2 separate regions of the Salvelinus alpinus genome follow, and region 2 is linked to region 1. A link is a contact called in public Hi-C data. All regions are on one chromosome and are shown on one strand. The core of a region is the stretch at or near the end of the contact, and the rest is flanking DNA. Distances in the headings are between cores, read along the strand shown.

Region 1 (3,665 bases), core at 341-2,840:
ATTTCTTATAAGCCTCCGGGTTAGAGTCCCACACCTTGAAAGTGGCAGTGGTACCCTTTAGCTCAGTGCAAATGTTGCCTGCAATCCATGGCTTCTCTGGTTGGGGTATGTACGTACAGTCACTGTGGGGACAATGTCCTCGATGCACTTATTGATAAAGCCAGTGACTGATGTGTAGGATCTATTATATTCTATCAAAATATCAAGTCTAGCTGAAAGTAACATTTATAGGATATAATGCTTTTATATTCTACTATCTTTCTATTATATTATATTCATTATATGCCATATTATACCAAAATATCAATTGAGTGATATGGAATGTTTCTGGAATGGGACTTTTTAAACTGTATTCCAATCTTACTGTCTGTGCACATAATGTAAACTTATAGAAAGAAAATTAGGAAGAATATAATTGAGCAGCCTAAAAATCTACCCCCTTCTCACACGCATACATTGGCATGTGATACCAAAGATTTGTATAACTAACCCAAGATAGACCACTGCTTGTCGTTTCCAACGGCAGCAAATGAATCACAGTGGGTAGGACAAGCAAGGAGGCGGGCAGAGCCAAGCAAGAGCGAGCGAGATCCTATTGGCCTGTTCTAGCATATTTTTGCATATTCCCGTTAGGGAATGCCTACTCTGTGAAGTGCGCGTGTGCAATAACTCAATCGGGCCTTGCACTCCTTTTAAACAACGCAATTTTAAAAAACTTTGGCAAAGGTTAAAGTCTACAAAACGTTGATCACTCTGTTCGTAAAAGACTGCAGTTTCTGGAATATAAAACTGTATTGAGATCAAATGTTTCGTTGATGAAAAAATTTGCAGAATGTCGGCCAAAATCCATCTCGCTCCGTCTTTTCCCACTGCCGGTCACTGGGCTTCCTCTCATCACCATATTTGGTGGTGAGTGGAAACGCCTACCGGATGCTTCAGATGTATACATCAGGATCATTCTTCGATCTGTAGTGATACTTATGGGTCCGTTCGTAAATTCACTCTGACGAACTGACGAATTAATTTACTAACACTCAACACCCATTGAATATGGCCCGTGTCAGTAAAGCGTAAATCCATTGTTGAGAGCAGCAGTTATAGTCACCAACGCCCTGGATAACATGAAAACAGCTCTGCTAGGGCGAGTAAACTAGTCAGTGAGGTGTTCTATTATTTGTGTCTGGAAGTAGCTAGCAAGCTTCGGCGCTTGACAGCTGTTGTGAGGTCAGAACGCTCGGATCAACCATACTCCACCGCCAGAGCGTCCAGTGTGCGCTCTGAACGCTCCGATAACGAAAGGCTCTGAATTTACGAACGGACAATCTGACAACGCTCTGAATTTTCGACAATTTGACAACGCTTTGAGCGTCATCCAGAGTGAATTTACGAACAGATCCTGTAACGCATTCAGATACTGGGTGCGTTCGTAAATTCGCTCTGGCTATTTACTACGATTTCAGAGCACTCTTGTCTGAGTGTGTCAAAGCGCAGAATAACTGATACGAACAACCAGAGCGCAGATTTACTTACACACCCACTGTTAACAAATTGTTACACAAATCAATGCAGTTGCTATGTAACCACAGACGCTTCACCCTCCCGGAAGTGCGTTGCTTAAATAAAAAATGGCGGACCACAGATTTAGCAGAGGTTTCAATTCGCCGGTGTTGTGGCTTTTTTCTGTGCACTCTTTAATCAAATTGTGTTTGTCTTTTCTCGCGTTGAGCGCTGTAGTCGTCGAAGGTCAAACTGAAGATACATTCCGAGCAGGAAATACCGTTTTTTCACCGGCCGTTGCAGCAGCACGGGATCTGCGGTAGGGGGTGCAGGCTAAACACAATGGCCTACCTTTGCTTTAGCTTGTATTTCAATATTGTATTAGGGGCGCATAGAATATGTTATTTGCTTCTAGAGCAGTCATTTTAGTTTAAAAAAATGTGCTCAAGACGTGGGATACATAATGTAATCAGAAATCATTCTATAAACTGAGAATAAATCAAATCTGCCTGGTTATATTTCTTTGCTGTTTGTTCCATGTTTTGTACTGCTGCCATGTTGTGTTGCTGCCATACTGTTGTCTCAGGTCTCTCTTTATGTAGTGTTGTGGTGTCTCTCTTGCCGTGATGTGTGTTTTGTCGTATATTTTTATTTTTAATCCCAGCCTCCGTCCCCGCAGGAGGCCTTTTGGTAGGCTGTCATTGTAAATAATAATTTGTTTTAAACTGTCTTGCCTAGTTAAAGGTTAAATACAAATAAAACATATCAAACCTGTATGGCAGGCACAACACTAACACAAAATGTTCAAATGTAGGCTACAGTTGACCGCCGATGAGTGAACATCACCTGGGTATCTGGGAGGTATAGCTCACTGCGGTCAAGTGAGCAGACACTCGCAAAGCCATCCGCTCTTCAGTTTTCGTGTGAAATTGTGCGCAAATATACAACACTTTACGGTGTCGCGTGTTTTCTGGTGGGGAAACTGAGTCTGGTGCACTGTCATGTACATATAGATGATAGCTACAAATCATTCTAAGCAAATAGTTTGAAGCACACTTATTCAATCTTCCATAATCAAAATTATACCACATCGTTTATTTCATTTTTGCGCATGATCAAAAATGACTTTGATATCACGGATAGAGTGAGGCTGCAGTAGCGTAATTGTCAATTGTTAAACCAAGTGTTTACAGTCATGACATACAAACACACACACACACACATCTTCACAACAAGTGAGCTTGTTTTTTTAGTAGGTCATTAATCCAGTGTGATGACCATTGCTATTATGCCAGCTTAAAATATGTGTTAAAATATTTGGTTATTCTATATTTTCAGTGAACTTTGAGGTAACATAATTACATTTTTACACAGTACAACTTTTTCTCACGTTTGACACTAGTACATTACTAATCCATTGTCATTAACATTGCAAAGCATAACATGCCCATATTATGACAGCTACAATGCCATCTAAGATGGTTGAAATCGTGAAACATGCATCAGAAGACAAAACCGTGGTGTGCCGTCTTTTCAAGAAATCGTGTCAGCCATACCTGCCCACAATATACATATACGTGCTTCTACACCTGCATTGCTTGCTGTTTGGGGTTTTAGGCTGGGTATCTGTACAGCACTTTGAGATATCAGTTGATGTAAGAAGGGCTATATAAATACATTTGATTTGATTTGACATAAGGACGGACATAGAGGAAGAAATCACAGGCCTACCAGATCGCACACTACAGAACAGTATAGCGTCAGTAAACAACATTTGTTGAAATCGCAGAAAGATATTGCAGACTAGCCCTCAGACTGAAAAAACTACAAATACTAACACATGGGTGTTTTAGAGTGATATATTTATGGAGAGGTTAACTGACATTGGGGCGCCTGATTAACTTAATGTTTTGGATGGACAACCTGGGTTGGTAGCAAGGTGAGCTATCTTATTTATTGCAGGTGAACACTTGTTTAAAATATATATATATATTTTTTACTATCTATCTCCTTTGAAACATCTTGTTTATTACTTGTTACTTTACTACTTGTTGTACTTTATATAACTTTAAAGGAAAAAATATCCTTCAAATGTGGATGTAAATACTGGTGTTAGGGTAGATTGGGGGAACATCCCCTTAAGGAAAATGTCTATTTTCAGAGAAAAA
Region 2 (3,665 bases), core at 606-3,105, 150 kb before region 1:
TGAAGAAACTTTCAAAGTTCTTGACATTTTCCATATTGACTGACCTTCATGTCTTAAAGTAATGATGGACTGTTGTTTCTCTTTGCTTATTTAAGCTGTTCTTGCCATAATATGGACTTGGTCTTTTACCAAATAGGGCTATATTCTGTATACCAAAGAAATTCCACAAATGTACTTTTAACAAGGCACACCTGTTAATTGAAATCCATTCCAGGTGACTATCTCGTGAAACTGGTTGAGAGAATGCCAAGACTATGCAAAGCTGTCATCAAGGCAAAGGGTGGCTACTTTGAAGAATCTCAAATATATTTTCATTTGTTTAACACTTTTTTGGTTACTACATGAGTCCATATGTGTTATTTCATAGTGTTGATGTCTTCACTATTATTCTACAACGTAGAAAATAGTACAAATAAAGAAAAACCCTTTGAATGAGTAGGTGTGTCCAAACTTTTGACTGGTACTGAACGTCAGCCTAACATATATTATTCAGGACAAACCACACCGCAGTATAAATATGTCAGTGTTGATGTACTGTATGTGGAAGTATATGATCAGAAGGAGCTTTAGAGTAAACTTGTATGAACATGTTTAAAGTGTCAGGTGTCCCCCTGTACAGTACCTCCATCAGAAAGACATCATTCTCCTTGGCTGTGTTGGTGAGCTCCAGTACCTCTCTTAGATTCATGGCCAGAGGTTTCTCTATGAGCACGTTCTTATGGGAGGTCAAGAAGAGCTTACCTGTGCTCAGGTGGTGAGAGTGGATGGTTCCCACATACACCACATCTGCAAAGAAAGATAGGGGTACGAGCATGGGTTTACAGCTCCAGTCAATTTAAAGCAACAAGCCTATACCACATAGGTTATCAGGTTTTATCCCAAGGTTACAGATGATTTGTGGCCTGAAATGGTCAAACACCTTGGCTATACAGTATCTCTTGTCAAAAGCATGAGTCAAGGTCATTTTTTTTAACCAGATCTGTACCAGGGTAAGGGATTTCATGATAGAACCCACCTATGTCTGAGTCTTTTGCTAGCTCCTCATAGCTCCCATAGACTCTTGGGATGTTGTGCTTTTTGGCAAACTCTTGTGCATGCTGGAGATTCCGAGCAGCAACAGCCACAATCTGAAAAAGATAACCATTTTCATTGTTTCAATTAGAGGTCAATTGAATATAATTTATTTTGTAAAAAATATATACAACAAGATGTATTCCTAGGGGATAACACTTAAAACGCTTATTTCTAAAGTGGTCATAGATGGTAATAGTATTTAGAGTGATAATAGCGTTTTAAATAACCTTTAATTTCTTACTTGAATCCCATCAACATTTATGTTAGCTTTTTCTCAACCACATTCCTCAATTTGGCAGGGTCAGGCAGTTGAAATTACACATTGTGCCTTACTTAACATTGATTAGCCCAGTATTAGGAGAATTACGGTAAAGATTTACACAACATGAAATCAATGGACAATTACGCAACCACAGAACATGGGAGTTATTTACAAAAAAATATGTTTTCTTCTTACTGATGTCACTAACGAGTAAAACATTCATTAAATTATTCTGCAATAATACCAAATGTCTTCTCAAAAATACACTTCACCCTTGCTTATAAGCGAGTAGCCTAATCGCGCAAGGGTTTTAGGATTCCTCCTCATTCCCAATCACAAATAACGTTTACCTGGTGGTCGTCGTGAGGTAGGGTCCTCAGAGCAACTGTAAAGTCGTGGCTGATTTTCCCTGCACTGCAGATTCCCCACCGTGTTGCCATGATTACTTCTGAACTAGCACGTCTCTCTATCTACCCCAGATAGATTTAGCAGACTTTTTTGATAAGGATATATTTCCCACCAGTAGGGAGAGACAGAATACCAGTAGCCGATCTCAGCTGGTTGCTTGACTGGAATTCCACTAAGTGGCGCCAGAGGCTTAACTCTGAAACCCAGACAACCCCCGAGGGCCCCATAAGTCTATTTATTAGCGTCACTGATGTGATACTATTATGCAGGTATTTAGTTCCAAATGTATTTTAGAGACCACCAAACTCAAACTCTATACACAAGAGGATGAATCAAATTATTGCAATGGTGTTCATAGATTATATTTCTATATTGAGAGCTGATTTCTTATCCACTGTCGATCACATGTAGCCTACATGTGTCGACACAATGTGATGCTTTGTCAGTTCTGTCTGCCCTTAGCCCTGCTCACAGAGGGCTGGTTGTTTTCTCAACAGAAGGATAGGCCACACCATCATTTCTCAGCCTGTAGAAGACTACAAGACGATGGGAACTTGGTCCAGGACAGCCCATAATTGTGGGCTATTTATATCTGTGCATTATCTGTCAAGGGCTGCTCCCAGGGTACTGCTGATGGCAGTCTCCCCAAGCCGCAGAATTTAACCAGGGACAACTCTCCAGATGTGATGGAAAACATTTGGGTAGCTGCCTGGTCTAGTCCACCCACCCCTTGCTATCAGTGTACCAGGAGAGCTGCTCACCTTTTACACTAGTGATACATGTAATCTCAGTTTGATCTAATGGATGAAGTGGTGGAGTTTACAGTGTTCACTTTAAGTACTATAGCCTATTGTGGATGGACATATGTGAAAATACACGCATAACAGGAGTTTAGAATAAGCTCGAAAGTTCAGAAAGAGTGTATTACTTGAGTTTGATGGATATAAGATAGTTAACATGTTGTTTGTTTGCGTTTCCCCCCTCCAATGGTTAACGGTCCATGACTGGTAATGCTGACTGGGAAACATCTGTCTTGAGAGATCATAAACTGAACTGATGCGCATATGCATTCAAAACCAACAAAATCACAAAGTAGTCAATTTATTGCTTTTTTAATTTGAAAAGCATTACTTGTAAATTTGTTACATTGAGGACTGAAACACTTCCACGTTCTCCATCTCGTAGCGCAGGTTACATTAGGCACAAAACAAGAATGCATACATCATTGAGTTTATTTTCGTATTTTACTTCAAATACAAACACAGAGAGGTGGTTATAGCAAACTGCATTGAAATCTCAAACTGTACAGAACTGAGAAGCACAAACATGCATTGACTCAGTTCAACATCTTCCCCCGTGGAAGGAAAAAACAACAATCATTCCTCAAGTCCACCTGTGGAATTACAAAAACATGTAAAAAAGTTATTTATTTTAAGGTACACCAGTAATCTATAGGTATGTGATCTAGAGCAGTTTGGCTGAGCTTCCACCTCCACATTGCCACCACCAGAGAACCCATTGATTTAACCTTGAAGTCAACAGTACAAACCCCCCCACTAAAACATCCCGATAAAGAATATCATTAAATATACCTCCAAATAGAGCAATCACTTAAGTGACATTGGCGTGTGTGTGTGTAAAGTATATCACATTCATACACAGGCAGAGCAGACAGTGAAGCTGTGATTGCTAGATTTCTGAAAAAACTTCCCAAGAATATACTACATGGCCATACGCACAATCCCAAGAAAAACACTGCATTTATTATTAGCCAGAGTGGGGCTACAAAAAATATATATAACAGCCCACATTGCAATGGCAAATACATATAGATATTTCTGCAGCACAGGAATAAGAGAACTAGCATGAGGATACTATAATTTATCCGTACATACTCCATCCATGCTGGGTCTGTTTGAGC

What was found. A called contact is a pair of places that touch in the nucleus more often than the background predicts.
Region 2: a contact with region 1 is called in a Hi-C map of red muscle, with 14 times the contacts expected there. The contact joins the promoter of LOC139546647 here to the promoter of pofut2 in region 1. A contact is called at or near these places in 2 of 3 Hi-C or Micro-C datasets (muscle and red muscle).

The regions. Positions count from the first base shown.
Region 1 is chr20:30,457,950-30,461,614 of SLU_Salpinus.1, reverse strand. pofut2 (protein O-fucosyltransferase 2) reads left to right here and starts at 1,590. Exons shown (of 9, transcript XM_071355260.1): 1 at 1,590-1,816. The coding sequence starts at 1,626.
Region 2 is chr20:30,608,194-30,611,858 of SLU_Salpinus.1, reverse strand. It overlaps LOC139546647 (trans-1,2-dihydrobenzene-1,2-diol dehydrogenase-like), which reads right to left and starts at 1,855. Exons shown (of 7, transcript XM_071355266.1): 1 at 1,687-1,855; 2 at 1,016-1,127; 3 at 623-786. The coding sequence starts at 1,776. It overlaps LOC139546645 (unconventional myosin-Ib-like), which reads right to left. Exons shown (of 29, transcript XM_071355265.1): 29 at 2,841-3,665.